Regions from separate parts of the Mus musculus genome. Here region 2 is linked to region 1. Evidence: chromatin contacts called from public HiChIP or PLAC-seq data. All regions are on one chromosome and are shown on one strand. Each heading gives the region's core, a stretch centred on a gene start, on an enhancer-like site or on the middle of the called end of the contact. The rest is flanking DNA. Distances are from core to core; before and after follow the strand shown.

The links. HiChIP or PLAC-seq counts read pairs in DNA pulled down with a chosen protein or histone mark.
Region 2: a contact with region 1 is called in a RAD21 HiChIP or PLAC-seq map of pro-B cells, with 3 times the contacts expected there. The contact joins the promoter of 1700027J07Rik here to the enhancer-like site in region 1. A contact is called at or near these places in 2 of 15 datasets of contacts at CTCF or cohesin (large pre-B cells and pro-B cells), 5 of 484 Hi-C or Micro-C datasets (the Ba/F3 cell line, the C10 cell line, the HPC-7 cell line and 2 more) and 3 of 115 datasets of contacts at active chromatin or transcription factors (the 230-238 cell line, the SCID.adh cell line and embryonic stem cells).

Annotation. Positions count from the first base shown.
Region 1 is chr10:43,638,353-43,643,977 of GRCm38.p6, reverse strand. It overlaps the pseudogene Rpl26-ps1. Among named protein-coding and RNA genes, the nearest start is that of Gm51800, 17 kb to the right of the region's middle. Within about 2 kb of position 2,162, at least 79 of the 459 cell types and tissues checked have an H3K27ac peak or open chromatin away from gene starts, as enhancers often do. A contact at or near this core is called in the Ba/F3 cell line, the HPC-7 cell line and pro-B cells, where this site is marked.
Region 2 is chr10:43,743,255-43,748,879 of GRCm38.p6, reverse strand. It overlaps 1700027J07Rik (RIKEN cDNA 1700027J07 gene), which reads right to left and starts at 2,722. Exons shown (of 4, transcript NR_040581.2): 1 at 2,225-2,722. RefSeq lists an enhancer at 2,202-2,742.

The DNA.
Region 1 (5,625 bases), core at 913-3,412:
CTGGGGGGTGGGGGGGAAGGTACCTGCTTTTAATCTAAACAAAACTTTCTCAAGTGGTCACTTCTCCGTCATCAGTTCACTGGAGGAGAGCGCAGCATGCCACCCTAGAACGTATCACTCTGGCGTACTGATCATTCTGAGCTGAAGGAGCTTAAGAAGAAGCAGACACAGAGTAGATCCTCTTTTCTCCCCTTTGGGGGAGGCATACATTCCCCGTGAGAAAGCTGCCTGCCTGGCTCCATGGTGAAAATATTCTTATCTGGAGAGATGTGCAGTGCATGCCAAGAGGAATCTAGGCAAACAAAACCTATGTCCCATCAGCTTCTCCTGTATATTTCCCATTCACACTCCCATGTCCTGATGTGGACACAAGCCCCTTCCTCGTGTCTAGCTATTTCTATACGTGTCATCCACTGCTGAAAATATACATAAATGTTTTATCCTAGTAACCTCTTTGAAGTTTTCATTTCTTTGTCAAAGTTCTCTGTGTCAAGTAAATTTTTTTTAATTTTTAATAAATTTGACATTCATTAATATTATTAAGACAGGGTCTCTTGTAACCCAAACTGGCTTTGAACTCACTTTTTGTATTAGAGGGTGACCTTGAACTCTTGATTCTCTTGCCTTTACCTCCTCATATATACAACTGGGCCCAATTCATTTGGGGCTGGGGATTGAACCCAGTCCCTGACTGTGTTAGGCAGGCACTCTACCAACTGGGTTCTACTCCCCAGCCCCAGGGGAAAATCCTAACAACAAGCTCTGTACTTTTTTCTTCTGTTATTCTGTCTTTGGTCAGCTTTGGGCATATAATTTCCCCCTGCAATATTTTATGTTGTTCAAATCTCCAGTCTTTCAATCCCCCTCCTTGCTTAGGCCTCTCTTATGTGTCTCCTAAAAGGCAATTATTTTCCAGTTACTCAGAGTGGGCCTCTGTCTGGTAGCTCATTTATACCATTTATCTACCATTAGCTTCCATTTCTATTTTGATTGTTGCCAGAGAAAGTTAAAGGTAATGTTTTAGCAAATAAATTTATCTTGCAAGGCTTGATGGCACACATCTTAAATCCCAGTATATGGAAGGCAAAACCAGACAGATCTCTGTGAGTTCAGGGCCCTGGTCTGCATAGCTAACTCCAGGCCAGCAGGACTCCACAGTGAGACTGCCTAAAAACAAAACAACAGTACATCTGCCTACACATGATGGAGACAGAACCGGTATTTAACCAATTTCTGTTTCACTTTTCTCTTACTAAGCATATAGAAACTCCATTTTCTGGTCTAGTGTGCGTGCGTGCGTGCGTGCGTGCGTGTGTGTGTGTGTGTGTGTGTGTGTGTATGTTCACAGGCCCCCTCACAACTTCCTCATGTAATCGTTTCTCCTCTCTGTGTTTGACAGCACTCTCTAGCAGATCACCAGATCCAGCAATCTGAGGATTGTCCCCAACTCTCCCTCTTCCTTTATCCAACATCATACCCAGTTACTCTAACCCCTCCCCACCAAAATTTTTCCATTTTTAACGTCTCCTTTCCATCTTCAATGTCACCCGGTTTCTGCTGATTAATCAGGTTTCCTGGGTTCCCTGTCATGTGCCCTGTTCTCTCTCTCCTGTGCAGTTTCTTATTTCACTTACTGACTAAACTGCACCATGGCCTGCAGGATTTCTCCTGGCCCTGCCTGTCTCTCTGGCCTGCTCTCAGAATTCTCCTCCTCCTCCTCCTCCTCCTCCTTCTTTTCCTCCTCCTCTTCCTTCTCCTCCTCTTCTTCCTCTTCTCCTTCCTCTTCCTTCTCCTCTTTTCTCCCCCTCTTCCTCTTTGTCCTTCCCCTTAAGTTTGTATTTAGCCCTCAAGTCCCCCAGAAGGACACCCTGAGCCTCTACTTAAAGTCCATCCCTTTTTAACTTCTGTCATGGTAATTAGTCTCTGTAGAAACCTTTGTGACACTCTTTTTTTGTTTGTTTGTTGGGTTTTTTGGTTTGGTTTGGTTGCCCACACACACACACACACACAAGACAGGGTTTCTCTGTGTAGCCATGGCTGTCCTGGAACTTACTTTGTAGACCAGGTTGGCCTCAAACTCAGAAATCCTTCTGCCGCTGCCTCCCAAGTGCAGGGATTAAAGGCATGTGCCGCCGCCGCCACCACCACCACCACCACCACCCGACTTTGTGACACTCTTATCTGTTCTGTATTCACTGGCCTGCCTTCTCCAACAGAACAGCTGTGTGCACAAGGAAAAATAATAGCAAAGACTTTCTTTGTGTTAGACCCGGCCTAGGTGTTTTATGTATGTGAGTGCAGAGTGTCCAGCGTCTCCTGGAAACACCACCTTTTGTTTCCTCATAACCACACTTCCCAGAATGTATGTAGTGCTCCACAGAGTTCGTTTGTTTGTTTTAGACAGGTGGAAATTTTTCTAGTTAAACCTCCCAAAGCCTCATATGTTTAGCAGAACAACATGGGGGAAATTTTTCCAGTTACCTCAAAAATTCAAAGACAGAACACAGCAACGTGTCAATTGAGAATGATGTCCCTGTGTCTTGGAAGGGGATGTTACTTATAAACGGCCATGTGTCTGTAAAAGAGGAAGCTGACAGAGAAGCTCTGTCCTGCGTGATGCCAGCCATAGACATTTTGATGTGCGGTGAGGCTCCACAGAGAACATGTGACCTTCTAGTGCTGCTGATACTAAGGGTGACCTCGTAGCCTCTGGATCAGATGAGTCATGGTCTGTGGTTGCGTTTGTCCCAAATGCCCTTTCCTAGTACTTTCCATGCCTGGCCCTTGCTTTTGCCTGATGCTAAACCAGAAAAGTCTATGGCGTTTCTAGGAGAGCGTTGGGTGAACCGGGGTGAGCAGGCATTACAACAGGACCACGGACAACACACCCACAACAACTGCTTCAACTCTCCAGCAATCGGCACTTCCCACGCGACAGGATCATGCTTTAAGACAGAGGTACAGGGAGGGTAAAAGGCACTTACCCTTGCAAATTGACTGTTTAGCATCAGCGAACAAAACTCACAAAAAAACAAAATGAAGGAAAATATTTAAGTAAGTCTGTGGAAGGTCACAGAAATGTGACACAAAAAGACTGGTCAGTGAGGCCTGCAGACGCCTTTCTCTTCTGTTTCGTTCCATTGCTAATACCAAGCCTCACGCATGCTCAACAGCTGAGCCACATCCTCATGGGATGAAGACAGTAAAGGGGAGAGCACACAGCTTTCTTACAAGAGATAGGACAGGTATAGAAATACAAATGACTTTTTGAAAGACATGTCACCCAGGAAAAATAGTAACACTGTGCACCCAGGTTGGTACAGACTTCTTGTCTCAGAAGATGAGGTCCTGATGGTGGGAGAGGGTGTGAAGTGGATTTCTGTGGGGCAACCCTCTGCTCTGATACAGAAGGGATTATAGGACATGAGACGCCTCCAACTCAAACAATGTTCATAGGAAGTGGTGTATGTGGCAGTGGCACACCAGGAAACCCCTCAGGAGGCCCCTCGGGAGGCCCCTCGGGAGGCCCCTTGGGAGGCCCCTCAGGAGGCTTACTGCATTTCAATGATGCTTCATCTCCATCCTCAGGGCAGTGCAGGAAGGTGGATAAAAACTCACTGATTAAATCTTGTGATGATAACTGACTTCTGCTCTTCAAAAACACCAAAGTCTTGAAATCAAAGACTGAGGAACTGGTGTAGATTGAACACAACTAAAGCGTGACCAGATTCAAAGACATATGCACCAAGTGACTCCCAACTGCATCCTTTTCTTTCTCTTCTTCCTCTTCTTCCATCTCTTCCTCTTCCTCCCCCATCTCTTCTTATTCCTCATCCTCCTCTCCCTCCTACTCCTTCTCCTTTCCTTCCCCTGCCCTTCTTGAAACCCAAATTCACTACTTGGCTGGAGTTTGCTCCAGGCTGTAATCCTCTTACCTATGTCCCTAGGTCTGGTTTGTACTAGGATTATAGGTGTGTACCACCATACCCAGATAGACCAGTGTCCTTCATTCAAAATGAGACTACTGTGGTAGCTGGTAAATCCTGACTGAGAACTAGCTGTAGATTAGAAGGTAGGAACCAGCTTGGAGACATAGGGAACGTTCCTGTGGCTCAGTTGGAATCCTTTCCCAAAGGACTATGGAAACAAACTTCGTGTTTGTGTGTGTGTGTGTGTGTGTGTGTGTGTGTGTGTGTGTGTGTGTGTGTGAACTTGTCTGTTGCTGTAATAAAACAATGACCCAAAACAACTTGAGATCATACTTCACTGAGCTATTCCAGGGTAGGAACTCAAAGCAAAACCTAAGCAGCGACCGTGGAGGAGCTCGACTTACTGGCTTTCTTAATTGTTTGTTCCCTGGTTCTGCCCTTCTCCTTCCCTATTGTTGAGACTTGACTTCTCACTCCAGGATCATTTTGTGGTCCAGCTTTAGCCTGGTGATTGCCGCCTTGCTGGGTCGGATGCCCATGTGGACAGTTGTGACATTAGCCTTTTCTCGGCTGCACTTGTTCAATGGAGATGACGTGTTTCTTCCTGGACACTCGGGATGCTTTGCCAATCTGCAGGCCTTCATGGTGTCCTTGGACAACCTGAACTTCATCATCCTTTCAGTGGGCACGGATGGAACCGTGTACTTCTGTCTCGGCTCTCTGGAAAGGGGGAAGGCAAGATCTTCGTCCAAATGTGAGAAGGTACATTAAAATGCTGTGTGCAGTTCTTGACTTGGTCACAAGTCACAAAAGGATTGAATGTAATTTTGGCACCTGCCAAATAGATATCTGTTTTAAATTTGGGGTAGACTGTCAATAGACTCTGATAAAGTTTATCTGAGGAGCTCCAGTGATTATTGCCACCAAATAATAGTTTTCTTTTCCTCTACAGAAGGTCTGCTACCCGCTGCTTACCTGAGTTTCTCTCAATAGCATCTGACAGAGACAAGTGTACAATTGAACAAATTTATAACAGTCCATTTTCCATGACAAATTGCTTAATTTGAGAAACAATTTACATTCTTGGCTTTCTGGTCTCCTGCTGACATTGAGATAAATGCTACCGGTCTTGGGGATTTATTTGAATTCAATTTCACATATTAATGTGATGCACAGAAAATTGTTAACTCCTCCAGCCTTCGTTCCATCGTTCTTCATCCCTGCCTGGGAATCTTGCTGAAGCCCATGCATTAGCGAGGGCCACTCTTCATTTTGATGCACTTGGAAAGCCCAGTGGGGTCTCGTTGGTTTTCCACCCTCAGGGTCAGACAGAACCACCCAAGTGCATGCTCTACTTAGTGGCTAGGACTTCAGGCTTTATTTTCAACATATGGGGGATTTTATCACCATGAATTGACCCAATTACTGTGTTCACTTAATTATATTGCCTAGCTTTCTTATTTGGATAAATCCTTAAGAAGACTTAGAAAACATTTCAGAGAGCCACCAGCGTGGTCCCAGAGCCACCAGTGTGGTCCCAGGCTTTATTCTTAATACAGAAGAAGTTTACTTAAAAATGAACATTGATGTAAACAAAACACAAGTCTAGAAATTGAAAATTAGTTGGAAGAAAAGACACCAACTGTTTTCCTTTAGATTTTCTATATGAATCTATATAATATTCAAAATGAAAAGA
Region 2 (5,625 bases), core at 1,473-3,972, 100 kb before region 1:
GGTTTATAGGAGGGCTTGAAGAAAAGGAAGGGGGAAATTATGTAGTTATGATTATTTCACGACATAGAAGAAAAAATTTAAACTCCTTTAAAAATAATCCCCTCATGGCTTTGCCATGACTCACTATTTGGTCCCAACTATCAATGTCCCTATCTCTGGGCATACTAGCAAATCTTTTTATTACTTGCTGAAATTTCCCAGAAAGAAATGGAACTAACCGTCTTTTGCATCTAAGTCTGTTGGGTTATGAGTTAAGCAAATGACTGACTTCTGAACGGGCAGGGTCACAAAGGGCAGAGTATATCCCGAAGCTGTCCTTTGGGCTTCCCCTAGTAGGGTGTGGAAATGGCAGGAAATGAGAATAATTTGCTTACTATGCAAAGATGCATGTAAAATTAATACTATGCATAAATTCACTGGTCAAGCTTGAGAGCAAAGATGGGAGGAAAAAAAGAGAAAGAGCCCATGAACCCATGAATAGTAAGTAGCATTAGAGTTAAGAGAGCCAGGGCTGCTGCTGTAGCTTGCTGGTGAAACACTTGGCTAGATTGAGTTCCTAGTTCCAACCTCCATTATTGCCTCCACCTGCTCACCAGGAAGGAAGGAAGGAAGGAAGGAAGGAAGGAAGGAAGGAAGGAAGGAAGGAAAGAGTCAAGGGAAGCTGTTGTTAGCAGGACTGTTTTTTGCAGCGGTAGCCAGGAAGGCAATATGGCTACAGAAGTCAGCAGCAGTAGGCTACGTGTTATATCCAGGGGTTTCATGGAAGCCAGACAAGCAGGAAAACAGGTGGTGCATACGTAATATACCAAGAATCAGGCAGTACGTGTCTCCTCCCTGGGAAATATGTTAGAGACCTACAAAGCAGAGCAATTATAGCTAGTCAAGTTCTCCAAATTGAAGAGAAAACACTAATACCAGTGGGGAACTAAAGGACCAAAATGGGGTGGGGGTGGGGGTAAGAAGAGAGAGAGAGAGAGAGAGAGAGAGAGAATGAATGAGAATTCTAGGGACAACATCAACGTCAGCAGAAAGAGTCAGGAGCAGTAAACCAACAGTGGTACAGACATCTTGAGACTGCCCCGCCCACAACATGCTTCTCACCTGAGCACTATGGGAAAGTCAGTAGTGCAGGACACCCACGCCCAGTTAAGAGATGGGAAGAGAGCGCCAGAGAGAGCACTTGCAGATGACTCCAGTTGACCTGGATGCTGTATTTAGCAGGAATGCTGGGAGGAAAGTGAGGGATCTTGGTCTGTTGGATGACTTCCACTGGAATCTGAAACTATCTGTTCAGGGAGGAGGGCATAGGGAAACCCAGAGAGTCAAGCCCTCTCCTGAAGCATAGGCCTTCTAGGGCTGAGTCTCCCTTCTGTGCCAAGCAGTGGCACTAGGAGTCTCTTACACTGAGTTTTTAGATGTCTGAACTACTTCCATTGTCTCCGAGTTCAGCGTGAAAGTTATTTATATGGTTGTCCCTGACTTCCTAGATACCTTTAGCCAGAGTCAAGAGAAGAAGTTTGGCTAATTATCTGCCTGTGCTTGTATGTAAGCTAGGGATAAGATTTTGGCCAGTCTTTACACATAACATCAGACACGTGACTCTAAATGAGTCCTACATTCAGTCAAAAATCCGGACAATTCTGGTTATGGTGTTGACATCTGCTCTTGAGACTGTTCTTCCACATCTGTAAAGAGAACCTTCCTTAAAGAATGAATAGAGGGAGCCGGCCATGATGGCATAGGCCTTCGATCCCAGCAACAAAGGTAGAGGCAGAGGGATCTCTACCAGTTTGAGGCCACCCTGGTCTAGATATCCCAGCACTCGGGAGGCAGAGGCAGGCGGATTTCTGAGTTCAAGGCCAGCCTGGTCTACAAAGTGAGTTCCAGGACAGCAACAGCTATACAGAGAAACCCTGTCTCAAAAAACCATTTAAAAAAAAAAAAAAAAAGACTCACTTCAGCACACTGTTTGAGGGATAGCCTCCCCCCCAGTGAGGGTGCCCTCGCCATGGATGGCTGTGAGAGCAGGTTGTAGTAATGAAGACTGGAGCTTGAGACAGTGTCTCATGGTATTCAGCTAGCTTTCTCTTTCTTAGTCATCAGTTGAAACACCCTCCCCAATACACCCACAGGCATGTTTCTAGGTGATTGTAAATCCAGTAAAGATGACAGTGATCCTCACCACTGATGGTAAGTATGGTGGGGAAATGGGGTCAGATCCTACCTTATGTTGGCCAGGGATGGATGATCCCAGAGGCAGAGGAGTGGAATGTTCTCTGGAGCCTGGGAAGTCTTCATTCACTCGTCCATATGGCAAACAATTCACGTAGTATGCCCACTTGCCTGGTGTGTACTTGACAATGAAGCTTGTGCTGACGTTATCTCCTCCCTTGGGAAGTTTACGGTCCAAGAGTTTTGTGACAAAGCAACAGCATTCAGAGTTGAGTATTATGGCGGGAGAAATACTGAGGAGTGGGGGCGGGGCCAGGCAGAGTATTCAAGAGTGGCTGGAAAAATTTCAAGGGCTGGAATTTATCACACAAGCCAAATAAATGCCTGAGGGCCTCTGTGTCCCGTGACCCTATTATAGAATTTATAGCTCAAGGACATCTTTGAGATCCCATGGCCGCCATCCTTACATCAGTTTGGGACCAGCTGACACCTGGTCCTCTCCTATTTTTATCCCAGAGGGCAGTGAGGTTCAAACCCACATAATACAGTTGGCAGATTTCATTCCCCAGAGACTAAATGTGGAGAGGTTCAGTGACTTGCCCAAGGGCATTTATTGAGTCAACAGTTGAAATGGGAACAGTTACCAGATGCTGGGGCCAGGTGACTCCCCCTTCCCTCAGTGTCTGCTAAGGGGAATCATCTTGTGAAGTATCAAATGGCTCTAGTCTTCTGATGAGTGTGCAAATCAAAGAGCAAATGAGAAGGGTAGGTGTCAATTTCCCTTGACGTAACCCCTTCCGACTATGCAGCAACCAACATGAGAAGAATGTGACCTAGGTTGTACTAAAACCATTTTTTTGTTTGTTTGGTTTTTGTTTTGTTTTGTTTTTCTAAATTTCTCTCAGACAACTAGTAAACAGGAGGGCTGGCTGAGTGTCAACCTAACGGAGAACAGAGGAAAAGTCAAGTGTGCACTAGCTTAGGGTTCTAGATAGTTGAAATGACTGCCAGCAACTCATGCCTTTTATATTTGAGTGTCCTGTGTCATTAGTCGTGGAGGGGTGTGGGAGACACTTGTTTTCACTGGGTTATTACTGTTAGTGACATGCAGGACGGGCTGGGGATGGAACCCTGGCTTATTATTACTGTTAGTGAAGTGCAGGATGGGCTGGGAATGGAACCCAGGGTCTCAATCCTGTTAGAGGCAAGGACTTGTGGTAACAGAGCCACAGCCCCATTCTGAGAGGTATGGCTTAAGCACAGAGCATTAATATAGTCCACTTGGGACTTTGGTAAGCTGCACATATTGGATGAGTCCTGGCTGCCTGCATTCCTGCTGATATAACAAAAGGTGAAAGTTCCTATTCAAAAGATGTTCTGTGATTCACTTCACCGGGTGGCAAAGACAACATGGCCTGTATGTTGTGAGTCTACCTAGTCCTTGCTATAGTTTGGATTTGGTGTACCTCCATGCGTTGAAGGCATGGTCCCCAGTCAATGCTATTGTGGGGAGAGGTGGGATCTAGTAGAGAAGTCCTAGATCACTGGATGTGTGCCCCAGAAGAGGCACACATCTTCTTGTGGTACCCACTCTTTTCTCTTTTGCTTCTTCTGGCCATGGTATGAGGAGTTTGCTCAAACATGCTTAAAGATAGACTTTGCCTCCGGCAACCTCACCAAAGGCTTGCCAGAAATTGGTCTTCTTGGTTATGGAGTAGAACCTTTAAAACCATGAGCTGGACAACCTTTCCTCTTTGTAAGTTGATTATCTCATGCATTTTGTTGTAGTGACAGAAAGGCGATTTAAATACCCCTCTCACCAACATCCTTAGGAGTGACAAAGGAATAGGCTGTTAAATTTCACATTGAGGATCCCTGAAAAGAATGACATTGCCTGCAGAATTGCACATCTCTCTTCTTTCAGGTGGTATTTCTAAAAAAGACTGAGGCTTCCTTGGCCCTAGAGAGTGATAATGTGGTTTTTCATTCCAGGCAGCATGGACAGTGTCGTCTGCTTCCCTGTCCTCTTCCCCATGGCCAGGCACAACCTGGACTAGGTCTCTCCAGTTATTCTTTAATAAAACAAAGCCTAGATGGTTTGTGATGGTTTCCTTTGTCACTTTGACTAGGGAGCAGAATATTCAGATAGACAGAGAAAAATCCTATTTCTGCATTTGCTACAGATGTTTCTGGAAGACCTTAACACTTACATTTGCAGACTGAATGAAGAAGAGGGGTGTCTGTAGCGTAGTTGGACATGATCTAATAATCCCTTGAAGGAACAAACAGCACAGAAGAGGTGGAGAAAGGGTGAGCTTTACCACCTGTTTGAGCTGGGGAGCCCCCCTCTCCCTGTCTTTGCACATCAGTCCTGACATGAGAGCCCTCAGGCTTACACTGGGGTTCACACCCCCTGGTCTTCCTTGTTCTTTATCGTGCAGATGGCAGACTGAAGGGCTGCTTGGCCTCCACATTGATGACGCAGTCTCTAATAAAGTTCCACGTGTGCTATGTTAGTCTGCCTCTCTGGAGAGCACAGGCTAACACAGCTCCCTTAATATCTTTCAGCTTCAAAGAGAAAGGGACCTTGGTGAAGGACAGATTATTCGTTGATCATTTAATCTACTTGTAGACTATGTGCTGAAACCTTCTCCAGCCTTGGTTTTATAAATGCACAAAGCACACTATCAGTATCACAAAACATGGAACATCGGCGCCCCTGAGCAACATGCAACTAGAAAACTGCCCGCCTTGGCGAGCTCCTTCCTCACCTAACACGTGGTTACTGGATGGACTGAGAAGAAATGTGCCAAAAGCCCAGAGCCCTTTCCCAGTGTTTCAAAAGATTTGTTAAATGAATCGGCTTTCTAGAACAAACTATTTAGGAAGAAAATTCTACTTAATGAAAGAAAGTTCCTCTTGGCCAGGTGTTGTGGTGGTATACACCTTTGATCCCAGAACTTGTAGGGTAGAGGAGAATGGCAGACTTCTGACTTTGAAGCCAAAGTGTTCTACAGCCAGGGCTATACAGAGAAACCTTTTCTCAAAAAAAAAAAAAAAAAAAAAAAAAAAAAAAAAGGAGAGAGAGAGAAAGGAATGGGACAAATTCTTTGGCTTTCTATCAGGCTGTAGGAGAACCTAGAAGTTTACAGACAATGGAATGGAATCTCTTCTCTGAGCTCTAGACTGGCACATCTAGTGTCCTCTGGACATTGCCCCTTAGCTGCATTCTCAGAACCCATGTCTCCACTGCCATGCTACCAACCTGCTTCAGCCACAGTGTCCCTTCAATTGATGCTACCATTTTTATTTTCAAGCAAACATCCACTCTAGAAACAAGAGAAGCATTCTTTTCTTTTTTTTTAATTCTTGTTGTCTTCCTTTTTTAAAGATTTATTAATTTTATGTATATGAGTACACTGTTGCTCTCTTCAGACACACCAGAAGAGGGCA